Linked DNA regions of Mus musculus: regions 1 and 2 are each linked to region 3. Evidence: chromatin contacts called from public HiChIP or PLAC-seq and promoter capture Hi-C data. All regions are on one chromosome and are shown on one strand. The core of a region is the stretch at or near the end of the contact, and the rest is flanking DNA. Distances in the headings are between cores, read along the strand shown.

What was found. HiChIP or PLAC-seq counts read pairs in DNA pulled down with a chosen protein or histone mark. Capture Hi-C pulls out chosen DNA fragments and counts their contacts.
Region 1: a promoter capture Hi-C map of adipose tissue shows a contact between it and region 3. The contact joins two enhancer-like sites. A contact is called at or near these places in 5 of 39 promoter capture datasets (embryonic stem cells, liver, second pharyngeal arch cranial neural crest and 2 more), 1 of 484 Hi-C or Micro-C datasets (nephron progenitors), 3 of 115 datasets of contacts at active chromatin or transcription factors (embryonic stem cells and pancreatic cancer cells) and 3 of 9 other capture datasets (adipose tissue, embryonic stem cells and liver).
Region 2: a contact with region 3 is called in an H3K4me3 HiChIP or PLAC-seq map of embryonic stem cells, with 21 read pairs. The contact joins the promoter of Vgf here to the enhancer-like site in region 3. A contact is called at or near these places in 11 of 115 datasets of contacts at active chromatin or transcription factors (bone marrow-derived macrophages, embryonic basal ganglia, embryonic forebrain and 8 more).

The regions. Positions count from the first base shown.
Region 1 is chr5:137,402,963-137,405,835 of GRCm38.p6, reverse strand. It overlaps Zan (zonadhesin), which reads left to right. Exons shown (of 88, transcript NM_011741.2): 62 at 354-571; 63 at 2,026-2,215; 64 at 2,589-2,806. Among named protein-coding and RNA genes, the nearest start is that of Ephb4, 54 kb to the right of the region's middle. Within about 2 kb of position 1,330, at least 6 of the 459 cell types and tissues checked have an H3K27ac peak or open chromatin away from gene starts, as enhancers often do. A contact at or near this core is called in adipose tissue, where this site is marked.
Region 2 is chr5:137,028,917-137,031,684 of GRCm38.p6, reverse strand. It overlaps Vgf (VGF nerve growth factor inducible), which reads right to left and starts at 1,390. Exons shown (of 2, transcript NM_001039385.1): 1 at 1,224-1,390; 2 at 1-719. The coding sequence starts at 699.
Region 3 is chr5:137,267,297-137,270,213 of GRCm38.p6, reverse strand. No RefSeq gene overlaps it. Among named protein-coding and RNA genes, the nearest start is that of Ache, 19 kb to the left of the region's middle. Within about 2 kb of position 1,418, at least 48 of the 459 cell types and tissues checked have an H3K27ac peak or open chromatin away from gene starts, as enhancers often do. A contact at or near this core is called in adipose tissue and embryonic stem cells, where this site is marked.

The DNA of each region.
Region 1 (2,873 bases), core at 81-2,580, 140 kb before region 3:
GAGTCATGGGGAAAGGTGGGGCTTATGGCTGGAGAGACCAGAGCAAAGCAACAAGGCGCTTCCTCTGAGCCCATAGTAGGGGTGGATTCTGTAGTACCACAGCCGCGTCTCTTCTGAGTGTTAGTCTCCCGATGGGTGGCTTCCCATATTCACTTGGGAGATTTCATTCTTTATACATTCTTCTAATACGTACTTGTCACGAGAGCCATGCTCAGCAAACAAATGTTTCTGGAACGAACAATAAAAGTGTGGCGGGGGAGCCCCAAGGCTTCCTTCATTTTCCCTAACCTGGCTCCTATAGACCTGGCCTGCCTCTCATCTTTTCCACTAACTATGCTTTTCCTGCCCCACAGCTCTGCAGTGCCCAGCTCACAGCCACTTCACCAGCTGCCTTCCCTCCTGTCCACCTTCCTGTGCCAACCTGGATGGCAGCTGTGAGCAGACCAGCCCCAAAGTCCCTTCCACCTGCAAGGAGGGCTGCCTCTGTCAACCTGGCTACTTCTTGAATAATGGCAAGTGTGTGCTCCAAACTCACTGCGACTGCAAAGATGCTGAGGGTGGCCTTGTTCCGGTGAGTGGGTGCGGGAAGCGGGGAAGATGGCTTGGTGACCAAGTGCTTGCTGTGCAAGGGCAAGGCTCCAAGTTTAAATCCCAGGTGCCCACATTAAGCTGGGCTTGGAATCCCCAGAAGCTGGCAAGGTGGCTGGCCAGGTGTTCACTGGGAAGACTAGCAACAATGAAACAAGAGACGAGGAGACCCCGTCTCAGTACAAGCTGGAGAAAGTGAGACCCAATCAACACTCTGACTGCTTCTCCTCTACTTAAACTGCTCTATCTCCTGGCTCTGTCTTCAGGTGGAGGCATGCAGGGCTCTGCATCCACCTAAGAGCTCTGCATTCAAGAATGGAACACACACACACACACACACACACACACACACACACACACACACACCAGATTATTTTTAATATGCCTTACCTAGCTCAATGGCTGGGCACTTCCAACCCTCTCCATCCTACCACCACCCCACCCCGTCCCCACAGCTAATACACTGCCCTTCAATATTCCTGAGTTAACCCTTTCTAAATCTATATTTTATCTTTACTGCCCCCCCCCCTGTTCCTTCTGGACAGCCCTCCCATGGGGCCGCTTTCCCTTTGCACCAATATTTTGGTCATCTCACCCCCCTGCTCTTTCATTACATGGTCCGTCCTATGCCCCTCTCATGGCGGACCTCAATTCTCTTCTCCTGCCTTTTGCCTTGGAATCCTTAAATTCCCTCCTCTCTCTCCCTTCCCAGCTATTGGCCAATGACAACTTTATTTCCCAATCAAAGCCAACTAGGGACAGGCTTCCTTTAACCTAAATGCAGAGTACATAATTAGCATAGGCACACAAGCTGCTACATAATTAATTTTTAAGTAAAGATTACGTTTTACAAAGCTAGGAGCCAAGGAATGGCTCCAAAAGGACACTTGCTCTCAAGCCTGAACACCCAAGTTTGATCAGCAAGACCCACATGGTGGAAGGAAAGAACTGGCTCACACAAGTTGTCCTCTGACCTCATGTGTCTTGGCTTGCGTCTCTGGCTGGCCCTTGAGTTTGAAACTTGGTCAGGGCCTGGCACTTGCTGGGCAAGAACTCTACAACTGAGCCATGTACCTGGCCTCTCAATAATGACTGTGCAAGTTAGCTGTGACTAAGCCTTGCTTAGAATCCCTTCTGAGCATTGTAGGCCTGTGTTCTACCACTGAGCCACGCCCAGCCCCTCACTGTGGGTATTCTAGGCAGGAGCTCTCCCACTGAGACATATTACTAGTCTCTCACTGGGGGATTCTACATGGATATTCTACCACGGAGCTAACTCATTTGCCCTAGATATAGTCTTTTTTTTTCAGTATTTTCCATCTCTAGCTGTTTGACTCAATTGTTGTAAAACCTGTAGACAGAGGGCAAATGCAACTACTTTCGACAGGAGGTGAGTCTGTCTCTCTAGGACACTCTCTTTTCCTGTGACTTCCACAGGCAGGCAAGACCTGGACCTCCAAGGACTGTACCCAGAGCTGTGCCTGCACAGGAGGGGCTGTTCAGTGCCAGAATTTCCAGTGTCCCTTGGGGACTTACTGCAAAGACAGTGGTGACGGCAGCAGCAACTGCACCAAAATCCATAAGGGAGCCATGGGGGACGGTGTGCTCATGGCTGGAGGGATCAGAGGTAGGGCATGAAGGAGCTTAGTCCTCTGATCTTGGAGGTTGGTGATAGGAGGTCCCACAGTGGAGAGGAATCCTGGACACCCTGCTCTGGGCTGGGCTGGGCCCTTTCCTACTTTAAATCTCCCATGGTTAGTCTCCCATGCTGACTTGAGAGAGACATCATTTTTAGTCTCCCACACTTACTAAAAATCAGTTTTCATACCTTCTTCCGCAGGGCTTGGCTAAAAAAGCCCACGCTCAGTAAATGTTCCCTAAATGAATAACAAAAGGAAAACAAGGCCTACAGTTCTGCTGCTCCTCTTGCTGTCTTCGCTTTCTCTAACCTCAGCTCTCTTGGGTCTCCTCATTAACTCTACCCTCTCTGCCCCCCACAGCTCTGCAGTGCCCAGCTCACAGCCACTTCACCAGCTGCCTTCCCTCCTGTCCACCTTCCTGCTCCAACCTGGATGGCAGCTGCGTGGAATCCAACTTCAAAGCCCCCTCGGTCTGCAAGAAGGGCTGTATCTGTCAACCCGGCTACTTGTTAAATAACGATAAGTGTGTGCTCCGAATTCAGTGTGGCTGCAAGGACACCCAAGGTGGCCTCATTCCCGTGAGTGGACTCGGAGAGTGGGGTTGGTGGGTGGCTGAGGAGATGGCTCACTGGCTAAAATGTTGCC
Region 2 (2,768 bases), core at 141-2,640, 240 kb after region 3:
TTGGGAAGGGACCGGGGGCGGAAGAGGAGCGCGCTCCGGAACGCGCGCCTGGAACTCTCCCCAGGAAGCGCGCCACACGCGCTCTGGCCCGGGGCTCTCCAGATTGACTCGGGTCAGCGTGTGCGTGCGGGTTTCAGTCTCTGCTGCCGCCGTCTCTTGTTGGCGCTTAGCATTGCTCGGACTGAAATCTCGAAGTTCTTGGAGCAAGGATGCTAGCGCCTCCAGCTCTTCTGAGCGGTCGTCCTCCTCGGGATCGCGGTCCTGAGTCTGAGGGCGAGGGGGGGCCACAGCGGGCGCTTGGATTTCTGGTGCCGGGAGGCTATGGGTCTGACTGCGCACGGACTCGGTCAGCAGAGCTTCTGCTGCTTCTTCGGGTGTTCCCTGCTGGGAACCTCCCGGGACCGACGGGGGCGAGGCCGGACGGTCCAGTGCCTGCAACAGTACCGAGGCCAGCGCCCGGGGATCCACGCCCTGGAAGAGCTCTCCCTGGTCCTGAGGCTCGGGATTCCGAGCAGCTCGGACCTCTGGTACGCCGTCATCCTTTGGCCGGGACACTGCGTCCTCAGCTACCTGCCCATTATGCTCAGAGCTGAGGGGAGGAGGAAAAACATCGGGGCGCCCGGGGGGCGCTGCTCCCAACCCCTGGATCAGTAGAAGGAAGCAGAAGAGGACGGATGCCGGCAACGTGAAGGTTTTCATGACCAACGGGCTGCCAGAGACTGAAAAATAGAAGAAATCAAAGAAATAGAGGATTTCTATAAGAACTCCCCGCTTTCTATTTCTGCTTTCCCTCCCCCCACCTTTAAGCAGGAAATCCGGGGTTTCCCTCATTTCTCTAACCTTACCCGAAAAGAAACGTTTAGCAGAGAACAAGAAAGATGTGGCGATCTCTGGGGTCGTGCAAATGGGCAGAGAACGCCCGCAATCCTCCTTCTGGGTACCCAGTACCTCCTGTCGCCCCCTTCCCTAAGTCATCTCTCAGCCAGCGCCCGCGTACTAAGCAGCAATGATAAGCGGGAGGGGGGATCTGTTCCCTCCCCACAGGACTCCCCGGATGGTGCGTGGGTGACTTCATCAGCGACAAAAAAGCAGAGACTCCCCTTTTACCAAAGACCCTTCCCGGGGGCACACCGCTATGCTCTCAATACCCCATATGGAAAGAAAATCCTCCCTTCACGCCCACGAGTGAAGAGGGTTGGAGGGATGGACAGCGGAGTATTTACCAGCCGGTGTCACGACGGCGGGAGGTGGAGAGGAGGGTCGGGGCAGGGGGAAAGTCGGGACCGGTCCGCCTTGGCTCTGTTCCGTGGCTGGAGTATGAGCGATGGTCGAGGGCTGGCGTCCTAGAAGCTGGGCTCAGCTGGGTCAGCAACAGCGCTCTCGCTCCGGCTTCAGCACGCTGGACAGCGCCCGCGCCGCCTCTGCCTTATAAAGGGGAGCGCGCGGGGTCACGTGGGATAGCCCCGCCCCATTGACGTCAATGTTCATTCATGGGGAAGCGGGCGGGTGTCTGGTGGACGGTGAAAGTCCAATGATTGGAGGATAAGCGTCGCTCCCGGCCTGCACCTGCGCAGTAGGGCCCTCGGCTAGAGGGGCGTGCGCTAGCCGAGCTCCGGGAAATGAATGAATGAATGAATGAATGAAATGTCGAGGCGGGCGGGGCAGGGGGCTATGAATGAATGAAGGAGGGACGAGGAGAAAAGGATGAATGAATGAATGTAAAAATGAATGGAAGGGTGGGTACAGAGGAACCAGAAGGCGGGAGGGTGGGTTACAAAGCACTTGCGGCGCGGAGCCTGCGTTGCTGAGCAGAATAGGAAGAGGGCACCGCCAGCATCTAATTGGGCGCCAGTAAAAGATCAGTACTGGATGGGGGGACGGTAAGGGTTTGAAAGGGGAAGGGGCCTGGCTCCCTACTCCGCCACAGTATGGTCTATAGGGAGCACGCCCAAGGACAACTTGAACCTGAGAGGAGGGGGTGGATTTGCGGTGCGGGATGCCCGCCCAGGGTCAGCGCAGATGGGTGGATCTTGCGGTTTGGGTAATCACCTTGGAAAGGGTCCTAGTCGAGAGAGAAAAGGGAAAGATTGACGATGTGTGTGCCTTTGGGTCGTGTCTGTTCAAACCAGTTCGTGTCTGAAGGGGTTGGGGAAAAAAAGGTGTGTCTGTCCTTCTGGCCAGCGGGCTCTGCTGTGGCTGTTAGGGGGTTCCTGTTGTGCCCCCTTTTAATCCAACTCTCCCACACCCTTCAGCCTGTCTCCCTCTCCCCCACAGCCCCCACCCAAGGACATTTGGAGGGCGAGAGCAGACCAGGTGGGGAGGGGGTTGAGCAGGTGGAGAGGGTGACTCAACTCCATTTCTCTCTACCGCTTAAAGGGGAGGTCTGAACGCGACCGGGGGGGGGGGGTGAATTGCAACGTCAGAGATGGACCCTCTCAGCCATCAGACCCTTCGACCGTATCTCCTGCCCAGAGGGGTTGGGGCTGGGGGCTTGGACAGTTAGAGGTTCCGGGAGTGGGGGGCGATGACGCAGAGATTGCGCAGAAAATCTATCAGCCAGCCGGGTCCAGTGAAGGGAGACCAGACGTGGGCGGGGGTGGGATGGGAGGACGGAAATGGGGAGGGGGTAGAGGAGAGGGAAAGGTGGCCCCGGGAGCTGCTACTGCAGGAATGAAGGGGAGGGAGGAAGGCTGGAGGGGGCTGCGGTGCAGGCGGAGAGCAGTGCGGGGGCGTGGGCAGGGAAAGGGGGGGGACAATGACACACACCA
Region 3 (2,917 bases), core at 169-2,668:
AACAGAGAAGAGGGTGGGTAGGAGGCTGTGGGGAACGGGATTATTTAACAAGGTGCACATATGTATCTGAGTGAACATATGTGCACCATATCCATGCAGGAGTCCTTAGAGGTCAGAGGAGGGCTACAGATCCACTGGAACTGAAGTTACAGATGGCCATGAGCCAACTCATACAGGTGTGGTGGAGCAAACCAGGGTCCTCCACAGAGCACTACCCGCTCTTACTTGGTCCTCCACAGAGCAGTACTCGCTCTTACTTGGTCCTCCACAGAGCAGTACCCGCTCTTACTTGGTCCTCCACAGAGCAGTACCCGCTCTTACTTGGTCCTCCAAGGAGCACTACCCGCTCTTACTTGGTCCTCCACAGAGCACTACCCGCTCTTACTTGGTCCTCCACAGAGCACTACCTGCTCTTACTTGGTCCTCCACAGAGCAGTACCCGCTCTTACTTGGTCCTCCACAGAGCAGTACCTGTTCTTACTTGGTCCTCCACAGAGCACTACCCACTCTTACTTGCTCAGCTGTCTCCCAACCAATTCAGAATCACGCTAGACGGACTGGGGCTATTCAGCTCAGTGGTAAAGTGCTTGCAAGCATTCCGGATGCCCCAGGGTTTGATCCCCAGTGCTACCCAAATTTTTTTTTTAAAAAATCAAATCATCTTCTGTTTTTCTTTTGAAAACTGTGTTCTTGTACACTTTGTATGTGGTTGATGGTCTATCTGCTGAGGAGTGTACTTTGTAGATCTTCCACTGTACTCTTGTCTCTTCCTCCTCCCACACATCTCTCCCTCTCCCAAAGACAACCCCCCAAATCTTGTATGTGTCCTTTTTAATTATTTTGTGTGTGTGTGCATGCGTGTATGCGTGTATGTGTGTTCGTAACACACCGCCCCTCCCCACCCCCACTTCCTCCCTCCCCATCCCCTCACCTCCAACTCCAACTCTCACTTCTTCACTTCCTACCTTATTTTTCCAGACAAGGTCTCTCACTGATCTGGAGTTCCCACATTGGTGAGGCGAGCTACCCAGTGAGCCCCTGGGACCTGCCTGTCTGTCTCCCCAGCCCTGGTTGTTACAGGCCTCGCACTGTCTTGCCTATGGGCTCTGAGAGACTTGAACCCTCCCGCCATTGCCTTCCACACTAAAGCAGCATTTTTGTCCCGGTGGCTAGCTGTCTTCCCTTCCTGGGACCCAGTCCAGTTCTTCTGATAGTGAAAAGACTTAGGTTAAATTCTGCGTTATTCCCCGTGGAGTCACAGTCTGAGTCCCACAGCTGTGGACAGAGGGTCGAGGGGACTTGAAGCAAAGCTGAAAGGCTGACAGGGCTTTGTTCTGGTCCTTTGTCTACAGGAGGCAGGGGAGGAAGGCGGAGTCCTTGGAAAGGATGGAGTCATGGGGGACAGGAAGGCCAAGGGTGGGGCTCTCCCACCTGGCCCCTAGTAGGCCTGCCCTAGCTTCCTGTTCCCTCCCTTTCTACAGCACTGATGTCCGGGTAGCGGGGAGAAGAGAGGGAGGCTGCGCAGCTCAAAGGTGAAATTGTTCTGTTTTCATTCCTGGCAGGGCAGAAAGCCAGTGCACCGCGTTGGGGCCAGGATCCACGGCTCACAGCTTCCACCCCCCACCCCACCCCCCCGGCTCTGGATCCGGTTCTGCTCCCAGCCTGCTGACGTCTATGTTGCTGCTCAGTCTCCTTTGGCTCCTCAGAGCCTCCCCTGGGGAAGCAGGTGAGGGGGGAGCTGCAGTGAGAGAGGGGCTGGTGAGACCCTCGGGACTCCTGATCAAGGATGGGCGGGGTGGGGCGGGGCGGGGTTGGCTGTGAGGCCTGCAGAGCAGGAAGAGGGGTCTCTCCCATCTCTGGCTGTCGAGGCTAGAAGGGGAGGAGAGAAGCCGCAGGCTTCTGATGCCTACACCTGCATCCTGGGGGCAGCAGCTGGCTGACAATGCTGCTTGGACTCTGCTTGCTGTCTGTCTCCCCTCTCTGCAGCTGCCAGCACTCCTCAGTCTACCCTCAACTCCCGAGCCCCTTTCAGGGGGAATTCTTCCTCCTTGTCCTGACACCTTTGCTCTTTTTATCGTCATTCACCACCACCACCATCACCACCACCACCACCACCACCACCACCACCACCACCACCATCACCATCACCACCATCACCACCACCACCACCACCACCACCATCATCACCATCACCACCATCACCACCACCACCATCATCACCATCACATCATCATCACCATCACCATCACCATCACCATCATCATCATCATCATCACTACTGCCACCTTCTCCTTCCTCACCTTCCTATCCCTGCTTCTGTTTCTCTCTTTCCTGCCCTCTCCTCCTCCTCTCTCTCTTTCCTCTTTCCTCTCTCCCCCTTTCTCTCCTCTCCACTCTGCCTTTTGCTGCTCACCTCGCCTTGGGGAACCTCAAAGCCTGCCTTGCTTTTCTCCCAGGATCTCCCAGGCTGGAGAGGCACAGTGGTTATCAGGGCATGGTGCTTACCCAGTGTGCAGGAGAGGCTCCCGGCTGGAGCACCAGCATCCCCTTCCCCAAAGGGAGGGGTAAACGAGCAAAGGGAGAAAAAAAAATAGCGCTGCCCCAAGACTATAAAGTGTGGGGCTCACACCTAAGGACCCCCAGTTCCTTTTTCCTCCCTCCTTTCTGACCTTTAGTGTTTGTTTCTGCTACAGCCCAACTGCAGAGCACTCCAGCGTCCCCTGCAGGCGACAGCTTTAGCAGACAGGGACCCAGCTGGGGAATCTTCATGCACCCTGCTTCCCCAGCGGCTGGGATGAGAGGTGACATCCCAGCTCATAGGAAAGGCATGCCTGAGTCCCTACACAGATGCTAAAGCCAGGTTACAAGAGATGGGGATGCTTCACGCTCACTCCCACTGTGGCTGTCTGATCCTTAG